2 separate regions of the Mus musculus genome follow, and region 1 is linked to region 2. A link is a contact called in public promoter capture Hi-C data. All regions are on one chromosome and are shown on one strand. The core of a region is the stretch at or near the end of the contact, and the rest is flanking DNA. Distances in the headings are between cores, read along the strand shown.

Region 1 (5,026 bases), core at 890-3,389, 1.2 Mb after region 2:
TCCCCTCAAGCAACCTGTAAAACAAGAGACGGTCAGTAATGGTATATCTAGAACTCTGTCATGCCTCCTCAATGACAGACAGCAGGTGCTTCTGGTGAAAGTACTCTTAAGACAGGATCTGATGGGCCTCATCTGGTCAATAATTCTTGGGACCCAGAGTAAATTCTCTTGCTAAGCTACACAAGATGAAACACAAGTTACACTTTGGAGTCCTCTCAAAAAGAAGTTCAAGGTCAACCTGGAATGTCTCCCAAAGCAAAGCAAACCAAAAAACTATCAGTTGAGCACGGTGGTGTACAGTCCCAGCACTCCGGAAGCAGAAGCAGGAGAGTTCCTGCAAATTCTAGGCCAGACTGGTCTACATAATGAACTCCGGGACAACTAGGGTTATGTAGAGAGACCCTGTCTCAAAAAGACCCTGTCTCAAAACCTACCAGGTGTGGTCCAAAGCCATGCTTTAATCCCAGCACTCTGATGGCAGACACAGTCAGATCTCTCAGTCTGAGGCCAGCTGGTCTACAGAGTGAGTTCCAGGACATTCAGGACTACACAGAGAAACCCTATCTCAACACCTGCCTCAGCCTCACCACACCCCTCAAAAACAAACCAAACAACAAAAACAAAACCCATGTGAGGTGTGGTGGCCCATGTAGTGACTTCCAGAACGGCCAGGATTACACAGAGAAATCCTCTCCTTGGGTTGGGGGGGAGGGGGGAAGAGGAAAAAAGGTGAGGGAGGGAGAGGGAGAAGAAAAAACGAAAAACTAAACAAAAAGAAAGAAGTTGATTCTTTGCCATAAAACTGAGATTGTGAGAAATCTTTGAGGGCCCTCAGCCTCTGGCTACCTAAACCAAGTAGGATAAGCCTCCTGCTAAGTGTTCTGCTTTCTTGACTCCTTGTGATGAGATTGCTCAGTAATTAGCAGCTGGGTGTCAATTGTCTGGGTCACCGACACGACACGACACGAGGTGGGGCTGCTCTGGATTTCAGAAGACAGGTCATGAAGGGGCAAAGCCACTCACTCACCTAACAACAGCTGTAAGGTGTAGAACAGGCAACCAAATATGCTGTTGGATTGGTTGAGGACGCTGTCCGCTCCTAGCATGTGCTCCACCAGCCCAAAGCCCCGGCCCCACCTGGTGGAAGTGAAAGAAGCAGGTAAGTGGGGTAGGCCAAGTGCCTCTTGAGCTTTTTTGTAGAACAGTGATTAGCAAGAAGCTCCACCTACTAAGAGTCCAAAGGGCATTGACCTGGCATGTCCTGGGGCTCTTAGTGGCCTGTCATCACAGACTATCAATAATTTTTCAGGAGTTGGTGAGATGGCTCAGGAAAAACAAGTATCAGCTGCCAGGCCTGTCAACTGGATCGAATCCCCCCGCAGCCCACAAAGAAGGAGAGACTCAACTCCCGAACGTTATTCTCTTGACTTCCACATGCATGTAGTGGCATGCATGTGCCACCTCACAAACAAATAAATGAAAGGTTAAAAGTTTTTCCCAGCTTGATTTCGCTTTACGGTGATCACAACTGGGAAATCTATTTGCTTGGGCCTACAAAGCTACAGTTCCCTCACCACCCACTAACATTTGGTCCTCCAACCCGGACAGAGTGAGCCACTTTGTCCCCTCAGCACAGCCAATAGTCCACCCCCTCCTCCCGCTTTGTATCATCTCAAGTTTCCTCAGTCTCTATGCAATATACTGCCCTGCCTCCTCCAGTCTTCCCATCATTGGTATTTACAGTATCCTCAGAAAGCGTTCAAGCACCAGTATCTCTGTGAGGTCCAGTGTGCACGTCCGATTACCCACCAAAACCCATGGAGCCAGGCCGCTCTCAAAGTGTCCTTTCTGTGGACACTGCGACCCCAGACTCCAAAATTATCTGGTAACCTGGCCTTCAAGAGCCCCATGCTTTCCATGTCTGCACGCACCGAGAGGAGAAGACGCGGGAACAGCTGATGGCCGTGCCCACATCGCAGAGCGCGCGGTAATTTTCATCGCGGGCGCGCGCCGCCTTCACGTGCAGTGCGTACAGTGAGAGGGCTAAGCCAGCGAGGCACAGTGCAAGCCGCACGAGTCCAGGGCTCCTCCAGGTGGTGCCCATGTCGACAGTACAGCCCAGGGACAGGAGGGAAGAATCGCCACGGGGCAGGGCGGGGCCTGCTGTCACCACGCCCCTCCTACCGGAAGATTGGTCGGCCTCCGCTGGCGTTCTCCAATTCAATTGGTTATTCTTAGGCATGACAGCTAGGAATGCTGGGCTGGTAAACAGGATTTAGGAATGTGGGTAATCATTGATAACGCAGCTGCCGGGCATGATGGGAATTGTAGTTGGAGAGGCTGCAAGACATTAAGGGAAATTTGAGTATGTAGTGCTGTAAAGCTACTTTGTTTTGTTTTGTTTGGTTTTTCAAGGACAGGGTTTCTCTGTGCAGCCCTGGCTGTCCTGGAACTCACTCTGTAGACCAGGTTGGCCTCTAACTCAGAAATCTGCCTGCCTCTGCCTCCCAAGTGCTGGGATTTAAAGGCGTGTGCCACCATGCCCGGCTCTGTAAAGCTACTATTAACAGGACGGTAACACACACACACACACACACACACACAAACACAAACACACTGTCGCTATCTTCAGACACACCAGAAGAGGGCATTGGGTCCGGTTACATATGATTGTGAGCCACCGTGTGTGGTTGCTGAGAATTGAACTCAAGGACCTCTGGAAGTTCAGTCAGTGCTCTTAACTGCTAAACCATCTCCCGTTTAGCTCATTTGGGGGGGGGGGGGAGGTGAGACAGGGTTTCTCTGTGTAGCCCTGGTTGTCCTGGAACTCACTCTGTAGAAGACCAGGTTGGCCTCGAACTCAGAAATCCTCCTGCCTCTGCCTCCCGAGTGCTGGGATTAAAGGCATGCGCCACCACGCCCGGCTTAGCACATTTTTTATGACAAGTTCTGTCTATGCATCTGGTATGTCTAGAACCTACGGGTCAATAGACGAATGGAATTCCGCGAAAGCAGGGATACGACTCTGGAAGCATTTTCCCCGAAATTATTTCAGATACCATTTGTCTACAACCTGTCTTTCAAGATCACCGCCAGCCATCCCTCGTGTCTCACTAGCGCCCCTTGTGGGCAGAGGCACCCTCCCTCTCACAATAAATTCCTTTATCTAGGCCATACTTTCCTGTGATTTCCCAGACCTCTGTACCACTGTGGCGCACTCTTGGCAAAACCTGAGCCTGGATCAACCCAACAATCCCTCTTATATTATCTCCCCTTTACAAATATCCCCCCCTCCCCACTGAGGACCTGTCAGTTCTGTACTGTCTGCCTTTCCACCCTTCCCATTTGCCTGGAGTTTCTTCACCAGCTCCCTCTCCAGTTGTCTTTAATCTAATCCCTTCACAGCCAAGTTTTGGGAAGATTTTACATTCCCAGTCTTCCTTACGTCTTACTGATGCTCACATGACAAACTAGCTGCCCTTGAGCATGTCCTTGACACCTAGTTGCAAGCATGACTTGAACATTGAGTCTAATGTTTATTTTTAGAGTCAAAAAGTTTGACTTCCAAGTGATATTAGTTACTGCTTTAAGGAACTCTTTCTTCCTTGATGGCTGCCCTCTCTCCATGGCTTCTCCTTCTCGGGTCTACTTCTTTTACGTCAGAGAGTGTGGTGGATACTGTAAGTGTTCCTGCTCAGATGGGAAGGTATCCTGGGACTCGGAAGCCCAGGAACGACACAGCTGAGGAGAGAAGGTATTCCAATGGGAGGGCATCCTGAGACATGGGGGCCCAAGAGCCACACAGCTCTGAGAGGAAGCATCCTCAGCAGAGGCATTGCAGCTCCCAGGAAATGACATCCCCAGCTGAGCTGAGGAGCCTCAGCCCCACTCTGTCTCTTCGCTTCCTCCCTTCTTCTCTGTATTGCTTCTTTTGATGAGAGTCATGAAGTAGAAACTTATGGGTTCTTTGGAGAGTCAGTTGTGTTGGACGGTGTTTTGCTGTCACAAACGTGAAGAAACATTTCACTGAAGCAGACACAGGAGAGAGGATGTTCTGCTAAAGCAAGCACATGAAAGGACACATGATGAAGGAGCCTTTGCTAAGTACACACATGCATTGGCCTACCTTACATTGCTTAGTTGGGCTCTGATTGTTGGAACTCCAAAGAGAGAAACACACCAAAAACCTTCTGGTAGTGTGCTATGGCTTCTTACCATTTCCAGTGACTCAGGCTGATGGGCAGAGTGATATCAGCTGAGAAGACTCAAGTGCAGAGGGAAGCCCGAGGAGACACGTGATGTTTGGAGGTCGTATAAAAAGGACTTGATGGACAGTGACAGGAGCCAGGAGTTTGGCTTGCTCGCATAGCTAAACGTTTGTTGGTCTTGAGTCTTCGCTGATCTTCACTTCTTTGAGAGAGGCGCAGCTGAGAACATTTCCCCCTGGCATTCCTGTTGTCCCTGGTCCCTCCTGTTGACTCGTGTCAATGTGGCAGAGGCCTAGCTGTCTCTGCTAGGTCGTGCCACCACTACTGATTTGTGTTTGCTATCCTGACTCTATCGAACTGGACTGTTGGTGCATCCATGAAATGTTTGCAGGTGGATCGAGCTGCCCCTGCTGACTTGTGAACTGAACCGCTGATTTCCTGATAACGCAGATGGGATTTGTTCCAAAGAACCATTTCTAAACAGGCCAACTTCCCCATATCCTTTCTTTTCCACTACTTCTGGTGGGAGGTGGGCTAGAAGGGAGGTTAAAATGTTTTAAAACTCTGATTAAAAGTAGGTTTTGTCTCAGCACTTGAGAGGCAGAGGCAGGCGGATTTCTGAGTTGGAGGCCAGACTGGTCTACAGAGTGAGTTCCAGGACAGCCAGGGCTACACAGAGAAACCCTGTCTCGGAAAACTAAAAAGAAAAAACAAAGAAACAAACAAAAGAGATTCCATTTCCAGTTGTGACCTACAAAGAGACAGGGAAAACGAATAAATACACACAGGATAAGCTAGACACAATACTTGTCTTACTT
Region 2 (4,768 bases), core at 991-3,490:
CAGCCATTGTGAGTGGTGCAGCCCCTGAGTTGGTGGCCTTGGGTCCCACCGCCTCTGCATCAGCTCTTGTTTGAGTTCCTGTCCTGACTTCCTCCAACGATGAACGTGAAGTGGAAACATAGAGGAATTTTAATCCAGCAACATGGCTGCTCTGGTAAGGAATCACATCCAAAGGCCCAGGTCTATATGATGGGGCTGGAATGCCAACACGGCCTGGACTACAGTATGATTTGCTGGAACGCAGACACGCCCTTTCATCCCTACAGTGAAGGTAAGGTGAGTTTGTAGACGCAGCCATGTTTGAAAATGACATCTAATTAAAGGGCAGATGTCCAACCTACATGAAAACAACACAGGAAAGAGAAGCTACTTAAGAGCAGAGAGAGGGGGCTGGTGAGATGGCTCAGTGGGTAAGAGCACCCGACTGCTCTTCCAGAGGTCCTGAGTTCAAATCCCAGAAACCACATGGTGGCTCACAACCATCTGTAATGGGATCTGATGCCCTCTTCTGGTGTGTCTGAAGATACAACAGTGTACTCATATACATTAAATAAAAAAATAATTCTTAAAAAAAAAAAAAGCAGAGAGAAGGGAGGGCTGTATGTGTATGGAAGTTTGGTCAGGGAAGTTTTACAGAGACAGGTTGTAGAGAGAACAAGCTAGACACCGGTGAAGACAAAAGGAGCCAGAGAATGAGAAGGAGCCAGAAGATTAGAACAGATTGTCAAGGCTAGTATGAGGCCAAGCAGAGCAATTCAGTCAAAAGCTGAGAGAAGCCGGATTGAATCAGCCATCTTGGAAGAATAGATTGTACAGAGGTTAGAAGCTTCCAGGGGTAGGCCTAGGGATAGTTAGAACAGAGAAAGAAACGCTCTGGCTCAGCCCAAGCCATATATTCACACAGCTTGGGTACGGCTCTCCTCTCACCCCTTCATCTGAGGAGATGAAAGCACATTCACATGGAAGTGTAAGCCAAATAAACGCGTTCCTCCCCAGTACGCTTTCGGTCCTGGTGACTCATCACAACAATAGTAACAATAGTAACAATAGTAACCCTAGGGGGCTGCAGAGATGGCTCAGAGGTTGAGAGCACTGACTGCTCTTCCAGAGGTCATGAGTTCAACTCCCAGCCACCACGTGCTGGCCCACAACCATCTGCGATGCATACAATTCCCTCTTCTGGCGTGTCTAAAGGCAGCTACACTGTACTCATATACATAAAATGAATAAATAGATCTTTAAATCTTTATTTTAAAAAATAGTAACCCTAAGATAAGGACCTAGGTTAATTGCATAGCATAGCTTTTGTATCTGATTTTTTTTTTTCTTAAATCCATTTATGTGCATGAATGTTTGGTACGTATGTGCAGAGATTAGAAGAGGGCGTCTGATACCCTGGTAGTGGAGTTACAAAGCAGCCCTAAACTTGTGCACTCGTAATCCAATTAAGCATCACAAATTTTAATCCAGCCATCGCAGAGTGTTGATATACATAAGGTGCCACCTCGCTGCTACGCTTGCTCTGGTGGCAGGCCAGGGACTCAGCACCGCCCCAGATCTAAAAAAAAAAAAAAAAAAAAAACCGGTCCCGCCTCTGTCACTCCTTTGCCCTAGCGGCCCGCCTCCTACGCGGAGCCTTCCGACCAGACACCCGCGCCTTCTTACCAGGGTCCTCGCCCGCTGGTCCGCCATGCTCCACCTTTCTTGCGACCCGCGTTGTGTTGCCGGACCCGACGAGCAGGATTGACAGTGAATCCAACGTAAACGCGGCCCCGATGCCGAGGGTTCTGGCAGTAGAGCAAGTAGACACCGAAGAAGCGCCCGGGTCTTGCTGCATGGTCCATCCGGACTTTCTGGGTTGAAGGGCCAGAGTTGGGGGTGGTTTCTGGGACCTCGGACCTCGGAAAGGGCTGGGTAGCCAGGACTGCAAAACCTTGGTTTAGGAAAAAGCACGGGAGAATGGTCCTGCAAACTCCTGGAAAGCCGGCAGAGCGACTTGCTGCGCCGCCTGCTGGCAGGAGGAGGGTGTGCAAGCGGAACCGCAGGACTGGCTGCCCTCCAGTCCGGCTCGGATTGGCTAACTGTTGGGAGGAAACCTCCCAAGTGCTGGGAATTCAAGGGAGCCAGGAGGCGGAAGTGCTGCCTTCGAAGCCGCCCTAGGAAGGGCGGAAGTGAGCGGCGTGGAGGAAGTGGCTGCAGTGAGGGCGGAAAGCGAGGTGGCGGGACCCGAGGCGAGGTTCTTTGCACGCTGGGCTGTAGCCCCGCCGGGCTGTGGTTATGGAACTCAGCGCCGATTACCTCCGCGAGAAGCTGCGGCAGGACCTGGAGGCAGAGCATGTGGTGAGTGCGATGCTGAGAGGTCGCGGGCGGTGGGGAAGGACTCCTGGGCGCGTGTTCCATCGTCCGGGTCTTCTGCCCGCTAGGAGGTGGAGGACACGACTCTGAACCGTTGCGCGACCAGCTTCCGAGTCCTGGTGGTGTCGGCTAAGTTCGAGGGAAAGCCACTGCTCCAGAGACACCGGTGAGCCCCGGGAGCCAGCCTCTCACCCAGCCAAGCCTCAGGCTCCGGATGGCAGCCCGGGCATCCGCTCGCCATGGGTGGGACCAACTCATTCCCAAAGCCCGGAGATGTGACCCATAGCCCCGAGGGTGCTCCTGCCTTTGTGATTGGATTCCTGTCCTCTCCTTGAATCCCCACTTCTTGGAGACGTCTCCGATCTCCTTGGTCACCCTAGCTTCGGAGCCCATCACTCCAGCTGAGGCCGCTCATTTCCCATTCCCTTCTCTCGCTCCAGGCTGGTGAACGAGTGCTTAGCCGAAGAGCTCCCGCACATCCATGCCTTTGAGCAGAAAACTCTGACCCCAGAGCAGTGGACCCGACAGCGGCGTGAATGAGGGGCCTAGGCCTGAACAGTCATTAAAATTTAAACCTGGCCCAGCTGGTCTCAGTGTGCTGTTTGAAGACCCTGAGGCCAAGTCACGGATGTGGCTTTTCCCTGACTCTCCTCCAGCCATTGTTTCAGCAAATTTGGATGGATTTCTTTCCTGAGCCCTCTAGGTCCCAACTTAAACAATGAAGATTCGGTTCTTAAGTCTGCCAAGGCTTTACTGTCAAACCCTGTGGTCTGTACTGTCACCAAGGTCAGACCTCAAAAAGCAGGGTGTTCCTGCTCTGTCAGCCCTCAGAAACCCTGAGCATTCTCCCAGGTTCCCTCACTCCAGGTTCCTGGAAGTAGCAGAGACAAGATACAGAATTTCTGTCAGTCTCTTCACAGGCGTACACACTCAGGAGGAGGGATGGACACAATGCACGCTGATGTTCAGTTCAGCTCTCCCACAGCTAGTTCCTCTCCACTGTGGATCTTTGCTTTGGTTTTGTCTTTCAGACAGGTCCCCATATGTTTCCCAGGCTGCTTGTAAATTCATGAGCTTAGGGGATCCTTTGGCCTTAGTCTTCCATGCAGCTATGGCTACAGACGTCCAGCACAATGCCCAGTCCTTCCCATATTGTCAAGGCTTGTCTCAGCCACCCAGTTTCCTGTCTCCATCTTCTCTTGATTTCATCACAGAGGTTGGTCAAGCTGGGATCATAGTAGTCAGTGTTCATGTCTTCCCTGTCCCTGGCATCATTTCCTGAACATTTTCAGTTCCTCTGGAGAACTAGTGATTCAGTCTCCTCACAAGGACCCCAAAAGAGCACCCCTTCACTCCCCAGTGATGGCCCTCCTCCAGTTTATAGGCAGAAGGGGCTTGCCCAGGATCACATGCCCTGTCGGGGTGAGACACAAGCTGGCAGGCAGAATTTTCCATTGTCTATACCCAGAAAACTCCATGGTGTGCTGAAGAGAGGAGGGCCGGGGTGGGGTCCTGGGTGTTCTCTGCATTGTATCAATTCAGCCATGGTACACTATAGAACCGCTCTGTCACCTCTGCCCTAGAGTCTCCGACCCTCTAGAACAGTTCTGTGCCATCCCAGCTCTACCCTCTGGAACCGCTCTGTGTGACCCCAGCTCTAGAGTCTCCCACCAATCAGGCACAGCAACTGCTGTCATATTGAGAATATCTTTAAAAGCATGCACTCATATAGGTAGTCGACAGTGCTAGCCTAGCATCCCTGAAGCCCCAGGTTCAGTCCTCATTACCATATAAACCAGGCATTGTGACGCACATGTAGAATAAAAGGTAGAGGCAGAAGTATCAGGTGTTCAGGACCACGGGGATCCGTGTGAAACGGTCACAGTGCACAAAAACAAACACCTTACTCCTATAGATAGGGTTTAAGAGATCTGTTCCTTCCTGTCTTCCTCAGAGGCCAGGTCCTCTGAAACCTACAGGCAATTCTCTGAGGCAGGAGGATGCTGAGAATGAAGTGGGGTTGGGGGGTCTTAGACCATGGTTTCGGAACTGCCAACCACTACCCTGTTCCATGTTAGCTCAGGGTCCGACTGTTTCCTTATTCGTTTGTCTTTATGGGATGTTGTCTGTTTTGTCAAGTTTTTTTTCCCTTAGTTTTTGTTGTTTGTTTGTTTTTTGAGACAGGACTCTCTTTGTAGCCCTGGCTGCCCTAGAACTCAGAGATCTGCCTGCCTCTGCTTCCAGAGTGCTGAGACTAAAGGCTTTGTGGGTGTTGGGATTAGAACTCTGGTCCTCTGGAACGACAGCAAGTTCTCTGAACTGCTGAGCTGCATCTCCAGCCCAAGTTTTGTTTTTACCTGTGTGTATGTGTGAGTGTATTTGCTTGCAGGTATATACATGCCTGTTTATGTGA

Evidence for each region. Promoter capture Hi-C pulls out the DNA fragments that hold promoters and counts their contacts.
Region 1: a contact with region 2 is called in a promoter capture Hi-C map of embryonic stem cells, with 3 times the contacts expected there. The contact joins the promoter of Vkorc1 here to the promoter of Bola2 in region 2. A contact is called at or near these places in 4 of 39 promoter capture datasets (embryonic stem cells, erythroid cells and liver).

Annotation. Positions count from the first base shown.
Region 1 is chr7:127,893,478-127,898,503 of GRCm38.p6, forward strand. Vkorc1 (vitamin K epoxide reductase complex, subunit 1) reads right to left here and starts at 2,140. Exons shown (of 3, transcript NM_178600.2): 1 at 1,932-2,140; 2 at 1,028-1,137; 3 at 1-14. The coding sequence starts at 2,104.
Region 2 is chr7:126,693,760-126,698,527 of GRCm38.p6, forward strand. It overlaps Bola2 (bolA-like 2 (E. coli)), which reads left to right and starts at 2,241. Exons shown (of 3, transcript NM_175103.3): 1 at 2,241-2,340; 2 at 2,424-2,521; 3 at 2,796-2,934. The coding sequence starts at 2,278. The coding sequence ends at 2,895. Slx1b (SLX1 structure-specific endonuclease subunit homolog B (S. cerevisiae)) reads right to left here and starts at 2,024. Exons shown (of 6, transcript NM_029420.4): 1 at 1,666-2,024. The coding sequence starts at 1,844.